Regions from separate parts of the Mus musculus genome. Here region 1 is linked to region 2. Evidence: chromatin contacts called from public Hi-C data. All regions are on one chromosome and are shown on one strand. Each heading gives the region's core, a stretch centred on a gene start, on an enhancer-like site or on the middle of the called end of the contact. The rest is flanking DNA. Distances are from core to core; before and after follow the strand shown.

Evidence for each region. A called contact is a pair of places that touch in the nucleus more often than the background predicts.
Region 1: a Hi-C map of bone marrow-derived macrophages shows a contact between it and region 2, with 18 read pairs. The contact joins two enhancer-like sites. A contact is called at or near these places in 1 of 39 promoter capture datasets (cranial neural crest), 2 of 484 Hi-C or Micro-C datasets (bone marrow-derived macrophages and cortical neurons) and 1 of 9 other capture datasets (embryonic stem cells).

Annotation. Positions count from the first base shown.
Region 1 is chr10:44,856,262-44,860,672 of GRCm38.p6, reverse strand. No RefSeq gene overlaps it. Among named protein-coding and RNA genes, the nearest start is that of Gm40638, 85 kb to the left of the region's middle. Within about 2 kb of position 1,777, at least 1 of the 459 cell types and tissues checked has an H3K27ac peak or open chromatin away from gene starts, as enhancers often do. A contact at or near this core is called in bone marrow-derived macrophages, where this site is marked.
Region 2 is chr10:44,339,886-44,343,948 of GRCm38.p6, reverse strand. The region is part of intron 6 of Atg5 (autophagy related 5); the gene reads right to left. Among named protein-coding and RNA genes, the nearest start is that of Mir1929, 18 kb to the left of the region's middle. Within about 2 kb of position 1,903, at least 23 of the 459 cell types and tissues checked have an H3K27ac peak or open chromatin away from gene starts, as enhancers often do. A contact at or near this core is called in bone marrow-derived macrophages, where this site is marked.

The DNA of each region.
Region 1 (4,411 bases), core at 528-3,027, 520 kb before region 2:
TGTGTTGGAGGGGACATGTTTGGGTTGGAGGGGACATGTTTGTGTTGTTTTCTCTTAAAGCACAATGGAATAACCAGGGAAGCTAGCCCATTAGGAAGCTACCTGAGGCTAGCTCAAATTATGTTCAGGAATTTTTGCCTGGAACTGCACTGCTTTATTGTCTGCAATGACACATGTTTCCTAGGATGCCATTGGCTAATGCCATGGATGTCAAAAAAAAAAAAAAATCAGCATGGAACCATTAGTGACTGGCATCCTAGGACTTGTCTTCCATTGAAAAGTTACAGTACTTATCTTAGTTCTATTTCTGTACATTTTAGGACAGCATGAGATTACTCCCTTCATGCTATCATGATACCAAATATAATGTATATGATTAGAGATGAGCAGTGTCTAATTTAACCCCTAAATCAAATAGCTTCTTCATTTAATACTTTGGCACATGAATACCTCTGACAGAAGCAGTGAGGGCCTCTCCTGGTCCCATGGTGTAGTATGCAAATCCGCAATGATGGCCAACTGGCCTTTACTCTGTATTAGTCGATGGATGGAAGAATGTGAAACACTGAAAACCAGCAAGAGAGCTGAGCAAGAGGAATCTGCACTTGGCTTTGACTTCTGGTGACTTCCAGGTCTTGCCTGTGTTTATAACCCTTTTCCGTCAATACTCAGTGAAAAGCTTGGTTAGGAGCTGGGAAAAGGATCTGGGCAAACATTCTAGATGGCAAAGTCTAGAAAGAACAGTCTCCACTGTGGGCAGGCACAACCTCAAGGCACAGAATGGAAGGCTCTGGAGTTTCAGCTAAAACCTCTCTGCTCTTTTGTCCTTGACAAAGGGATTTTCCGTCTTCATGCCTGAAGTTTCTTATCAGTATAGACGAATGGCCTGTATAGTGCATATACACCCTGTTGGCGGCACTCAGCTTAAAAATACATAATTAGATTAACTGAACCATGCACGGTGGCAGTATCGTGTCAAAGAACTTAAGTATAAGAAGTAATAGCCTGAAATCAAACTTGAGGAATTGAATTCAGTAGTGCAGCTTGCATAAAGAGTAAGCATTTACATGCCTTTAATCTAAGACTTCAACATTGTTTGTCTCTGCAGCTTATTTAAGCATCCATTTCACAGTTGTAAGAGTTTAAGTAAACCCTCCCGTCGACTCAATCTATGCGAAGCCGACCCTGGTCATTTCAGCTTGACACGATTCAGCAATTTTTGAAATTCATATTCTAGTCATTCAAGTAAATGAACAGTGTCATTTGGTTATTTGATGTGATCTTTTTAAAGTGGGCCTTTTGAGAAACTGCTTCTGGGTATCAATGGTAAAATGAAAACACTGGCTAACATAATAAAAGCAGGAAAATTAATTTCAGGGCATTTAAACCCTCTCCTGCTTCCTGGGCTCACAGGGCTTTAGAAGTTCAGAACGGTTCTCTGATGTCAGTGTTCTCTGAAAGCAAATCCTTTCAAATCCATATGGTGGACATCTTTGAGTCCCATGCTGCTTACATTTTTCGGTGCCTCAGAAAGTGGAATTTCTCCCTTTTAATCCTCAAAAACTGAGCCCAAATTGTTTTACCCACCTGCAGCTCCCTCAGAGGAGCATAACTTTTTGATTCAACCCATCATTTCTGTATATTCCAGAAACGCCAATTATCCCCACTTGAGCCCAAACCATTGTTATTAGTCACTGAATCTCAGCTGGGAGGATGGAGGCCATCTCTTGCGTGTGACTCATTATGAAGATGTTAAACAAATGCAAATGCCAAGGAAGCAAAGCTCTTACTTCCCCAGTTCTGGGCTGCAGGCTTCCTCTTTGTGGATGCGATGCGTCCATACGTGGAGGAGAGGAACGTGAACCCTGATGGGCTGTTTCTCTGAAAGAGGTCTTTGAACCACATACTGCTTACAAGGCATACGTTTCTAGGAACACCAACAGCAAAGCATGATGTTCAAATCCTTTCCCCAAAGCCAAGCTAGTGGCCTGATCTCAAGAAGCTAATGACTTGACCAGCAATGCCCCTTGGTGTTACAAAAGATACTTTCTCATCAGGTAGCTTATAGAAAGAAGCTGTAAGTGATACCAAATCCCCAGCTTATTGATACTTAATACTTGCCTCGGACATTCAGAACTAGGAAAAATAAATTACCATTGTCTAAGTCATGCAGTCTGAGCTATTTTATTATAGCAGAGCAAGTAAACTAATATACTATCTTAGCCTCCTTTCTGTTCCTGGGAAGAAAATCATGATCAAAAGCAACCCAGGGAGGAAAGGGTTATTTGGCTTACATTGTCTCAACCATGGTTTACCACTGAGGGAAGTCAAGACAGGAGGAAGCCATGCAGATTATGAACTGGGGCAGGAACTGAAGCAGAAACCATTGAGGAATTCTGCTTCCTGACTTGCTCCCCTTGGCTTGGGTAATCTGCTTTCTTAGACCACCCAGGACCAGTCACCCAGGGTACCACCCACAGGATCCCACATCAGTCCTTAGTTAAGAAAATGCCCCTACAGACTTACCTATAACCAGTCTGATGGAGGCACTTTCTCAATTGAAGTTCCTTCTTCCCAGATGATTGTAACTTATGTCAAGCTGATAAAACCAAAACCAAAACAACAACAAACCCAAAGAACAACAACAAAAAAACAAACCATAATATACTATCCTACAAATTATTGCATAATCCATAATTTTAGATTTCAGATGCTCTAAATATGAATTATTCTTCTCCCCTCTATTCATAATACCTAGAAGACTATCTTGTAAATGTCAATAAATGCTGGTTCACCCAATAGCTGAAGGAAGTAGTTTCCTGACTTATTAAATTGCCTTCTGCCTTATCTTCCGGATACTAAATGCTTTGAACAGTTGTCTCTGTCTCACCCCAATGTTAAGTTTATCTCCAAGCTTCTGAGACATCATAAGGGACATCAGCCATGTCAGGGACACCCTCTGATATACACACAGAAGTTGGACTCTAGAGCTGATATATTTACACAGAGGTTCCAGTCAACAAACCCCACCAGCAGAGCACAATGTTCATGGTCCTCCCCTCTATGCAAGCTAGTGGCATCACCTCAGGGAATCTGGAGCTGCCCCTAAGCACGTTTCTTTGGATTGCCAGGTATTAACGGGAGAGGAGGAAGCTCATTTGTTGATCCAGTGAATGAAGGGTGGGAGGCCAGCTCTGTGGAGATTTGAAAGTTGCCGCACATTATTCTGTAACTACCATTATAAAACTTGCTTGTGCCCAGATTTCTCTTTTTTGCTTTTTTTTTTTAAAAAGGAAAGAATCACAGGATACATGTATATATTAACTTAGAAAGAGAACGTATGAACAAGACATGATTATACCTCAAAACATTTTCTTTCAACATCATTGACAGCTCAAGCCCCCGGGCCCCAGAAAATTCTGAGCAAGGAAGTGCTCTCGACTGAGTATTAATACACCTATAAAAGCTATATTTGACTTTATGTGTCTTACCCTCTACTCGACTCAGCCATTCTTGCTTAAGAAACGCTATGTTGAAATGGAATGCTATTTTATGTGAATAAGGGTGAGTCCTCTCATAAAAGGATGAACTTGCCTAACACAAAGATACCAGGGACCATCTGAGTTCAGATCCATTTCCTTTTGTGAGTGTAAAAAAAAAAATCCAGTTTACTCAGTAATAAAGCAATTATTGATTCTTTCCACAATCATTTCAAGGCCCTAGGCTTCCTTAGTGTTTCAGCCTCACTGAAGGACTTTAAACAACTTTACTCTCCCTTCCACACTTAAAAAGAAGGCATGCTTCAAGTGAGACTTTAAGGACAAGAGTCTCCCCTTCAACTTGAGATAATTTACTTCCAAAAGCTCCTGGAATCCATATTAAATGTTTGTTGTGTAAAAAACACTATGTGAATACCCTAAGAATCATAAAGAACAAAAATGTTTGAAATATTTCCACCGGTGAGGAGCTTATAATAAAGACAAAGATTTAAAGACAAACAAACAAAAGACTGAATCATGATTGGTACAGATCCGCTATAGTTTAATCCCTCACCCCCCAGAGGTTCATGTTCTGGGAATTTGGTCTTGAGTGTGGTGCTGTGACAAGGGCTTGAACCTTTAAAATATGAAACATACTGGTAGGGAAGAGGTCTTTGGAGGTGCTTCTCTTAGGTAGGACAAATACAGTCACTGGGGGCTTCAGCTCGTTCCTACAAGAGTCGATAATAAAAAGAACAACTAACTCCTACACAGGCTCTGGCTTTCTGTTAAGTCACATGGTCTACACCCATGTTGCCTCCCAGCAGCATCCAAAATACAAACCATGAACAGATCTTGGAGAGGAAATAAATGTTTTTCTGTGTAGACCTTCTAGCTCCCATGGTCAGAGGTTTGAACTGTTAATTCCCCAT
Region 2 (4,063 bases), core at 654-3,153:
GACAGCAGGGATGTGGACAGCAGCACTGTCAGAGTGAGCTCTCCGGGATCCTGTTGTCACTCATACCTAGTTAGCAGCAGAAACGTGAGGTAGCTGAGTTACAAAGCTTACTTAAAAACAACAGGCAAAACAGGAAAAGCCAAATAGTGATGGTTACATATTAAAAAGGAAATTCTAATTCCAGTATTGAAAAACACATGCCCTGTTACTTCTCAGTATTGCTCCTGTTTTCACTATCCCAGAACGTAACAATAAATCTTTCCACAGTAACACACCTTAACACAACACCATAAAATGGTGACCAAGACAGTTCTCCAAAGGGAAGTGCTGCTTGTATCCATCACAGAGAAAACGCAAAAGAAAAAGGCTACCAAACACAGCCAAGGCCATCAGCCAATACTGCATCAGTGCCAACAGGACAATCCAGTTCACTGCAGCCAATTTCCTAGACTCACCCTGGTAATTTAGAGATTAGAAAACACATAAACAGTGTAAGAGACACTCTCACAAACTATGATCAAGTCTGCGTCTCAGGCATCTATTCTTGATTTTTAAGGTATTGTCAAAGAGTATAGACTCTGATGTGATAAAGAACTAGCTGGTGGTTATCATTCTTATAGAATTATGGACACAATGACCTAACTTCTCCAAAAGTGACTACATTACAAACACACATGGCTGTGTACAGATAAGGGCAAAACACTCTACCCTGCAGAGACGCTCAAGCAGGAAGAAAGACAATTCAAAATAGCTTCAGGAAGTCCCTGAAACTGACCAGATTCACTAGGCCTCTCTTGCCACTGTAAAGAATAAAAGCTAAGAGTCCCATTGAAGGGAAGCTGAGCTACAAAGACAATCAGACAAGCTGAGGGGCAAAGATGACTCTGAGACCAGACCAGCTACCTGAAAGGGGTTTAGACCAACTGAAGAACTTGGAAAGGACACTCTGCAATCAGTTGAGCTGTCTGCAGGCTGTACAGGGTGTCCCAGGTTCCTAGCTTTTGTGACCTGCCATTCATGCTGGGAAGGCATTGGTGATGTAGCTGTCTTTGAGCCATTTCTGCTCCAGTGAGTAGCCCCTCAGCCACACTTCTGTAAGAAACCCCAATAAACCTACTGGTTCATAAACTTGGACTTTGGTGGTGTCTATACTTCACTCTGCTATAAATCCCTATCTGGAGTGAATATACCTGTGTGTTGTGTCTTCCCAGGAAAAATTCTGTCGTACAACAATAATGCTCAGGACAACAAAACTTAGAAACCGCTTTACTTCAAAGGAAAGAAAGAACAGTGTTTTAGAGAGACTTCTACTTAAGACTGCTTAGGCATAACCTAATGATGACAGGGGCTGACTTATTAAAGGCTGGGCAGAATTTCCTAGCAGTAGTCTCCTGAAGGTGTAACATCACTCAGACATTAGAATAACTATGTTTTAAATTAAAAATCTTCAAAAATAATAAAACTCAATTCTTCACAAATTATACTTTCCCAAATTAAAAACCTCGACAATTGCTAGGTCACCAGATCTCCTTGCTAGCAATGAGTTTTTTCCTATGCCAATGAAAGACTCTATAGTAAACCATAGCTACTTCCATTCCATTCATAATGGTAGGGACATCATAATGATTGGCATAAGGAGAACTGCAGAGGGCAGTGATGTTTCCTCTTTTTAAAAAATAGCTTAAAAGAGCATTTGCAACAAAAGTGTGAGTGAAGAACAGGGAGAAATGTTCAAGTAGGAGCTTAGCTCAACTACGATCCCAAGTGTCCTGTATCAGGACTGCTCAGTAAAGACTTGTCCTGTACTTAGAAGGGCATCCTCATGCTAACTCATGGATAGATGGATAGCACGCAAGTGACTGTAATACCGTAGTAAACGAGAGCAGAACCGCAAACTGGGTGTTGTGAGGAAATACCAGGAAGCCAGAACACAAAGCTTCACTCAGGGCTTGGGTCATACACAGCTCAGTGATAAAAGCACTTGCCTACCATGAGCAGGGCTGGGCCACTAGATGCAAGCAAACCAAACCCACAAACTCACCAACAAGAACAAAAATAGAGGAAAAAAAACCCCACTAAAAACAAACAAAAAACCCCCCAAACCCTAACAAGTTACATAAGGTAAAGTTCTAAGAGTGAGAGACACCCTAGCAGGTATAAAGTTAAAGCAGTTAATTGCACAGCACATCCAATGTAAACTTTGAAAACTCCATTTCAAAAGACGATGAAAACCAAGGAGAAATCCAGATGGCCTCAAGCTTCAAACTCATAACAGAGCTTGAATTATTCTTTAATGAAGAAAGAGATAATCACACTTCAGCATTCATGGGAACCTGGAGTAACAGCACTTGTTAGAAATTAGTGGATAGCAAACCCCAGCTAAGGGCCAGTGTACAGGGCACAGCAGAACAGGCAAGTGTGACTGCAATCCCAACTCCTAACACAAAGCACTGTCTCTAAGAGAAATCCAACACTGGAGTCCTCTCCTCAATCTGATAAGCTGGGAAATGTTACCTATGATTAATTATTATGACATAATAATAAGATAGATAATTCCTAAAATGTAGACTGAACAATGCAGTATGTGGTAACAAAGGCTAACTCTTTTCACTCCTAACTTTTAAAGCACTATTAAATAAAAGGGAACAGTAGTTGTTACAGAAACAATTACAGAGAGAATCAAAAGTAATTAACAGTCTCCTTCAACTTCCTTTGATACTTTATTAATTCAAGTAAGTGCTCATGGCACACAGTCAAAGAAAGCGTGTTACACAGGCGCACTGTCAGGCTTTACCAACAGTAACCTAATGTAGGCTTCAAACTGTCACAGCACACGTGACTGCAGATAAACTCATGCATGTCAAATTGTGCATCACATGCTTTTCAGAACCAGGTTCATATTTAAATTAGCTTAAGAATACACACAATTACAAGATGTATTCAATAAAAATAACAGAGAGGTTTAAACAATGCTGAGGACTTTACAGTCAAGTCTCTAGGGGAGGTGAGCGGGGGCCCAAGCCTTTCATCCCTTATGGAGGGAAATGTGAGTGGGCTGGCTAAAATACTCTGCAGGCCCCTCTCAATATTCCCGACGACATCAAGAAATAATAATTAGATTTGAAGCTGTCATTATTACAGCCAGGAACACTTAATCTCCAAAGCAGCAGAGTCTTAATTGAGACTATGATTAAATGACACACATACATCCAAATACATCCTCACATCTGGCTTAAAGTGTGTTTTGTCTCATTGAAATTATTACACTTGTAATTCTGTCTAGACAATGCCAAATATAGTTTGCCACATAATAGTTAAAGCAAATGTAGTTAACAGTTTGTGTACTCCTCACATCCTTTCACTATAATATACGTGGTGCAGAGTAGCATGGTGGACTACGGAAGACAGGAATCTATGATGTTGAGCCTTCTGATAGAACACACGGGCTGCTTGGAAATACTTGCTTTACTGTTTGTGTGTATGTGCAGTGTATTTGTGTGTACACATAGGCCAGGGGCTGTCATCTTGTTCTTTTCTTTTTTTAATAACTTCACTTTATGTTTTACATTTTAAAGTTTTATTCATTTAATTTTGTCTTTTGCCTGTATGCATGACTGTGTACCATGTACATGTCTGGTTCCCATGGAGGCCAGAAAAGGGCACTGGATCCCCTGAGACTGGAGTTACAGATGGTTGTTAGCTGCCATGTGGATGCTGGAAACAAACTCAGGCCCTCTGGAAGAGCAGCCAGTGCTCTTAACCACTGAGTCATCTCTCTAGCCTCACCTTACTGTTTGAGACAGGGTCTTTCAGTGACAGAGTCAGTCCCTGTTTCAGCTGGCCAAGCTGGTCAGTGACCTCAGAGGGCTCAGTGGGTTTAGAGCAGCACACAGTCACATGTGGCTTATGTGAATGCTAGGTAGGGGTCTGAGCTCAGGTTCTCATATTAATGGATCAAGTACTAGGCCAGCTCCCTAGCCCAGTTTAATTTTTCATATGAAAAATTTAGTAGCATGGCTATAGAAAAAGACTCAAGTAAAGACAGTATTGTTAATAATCCTAG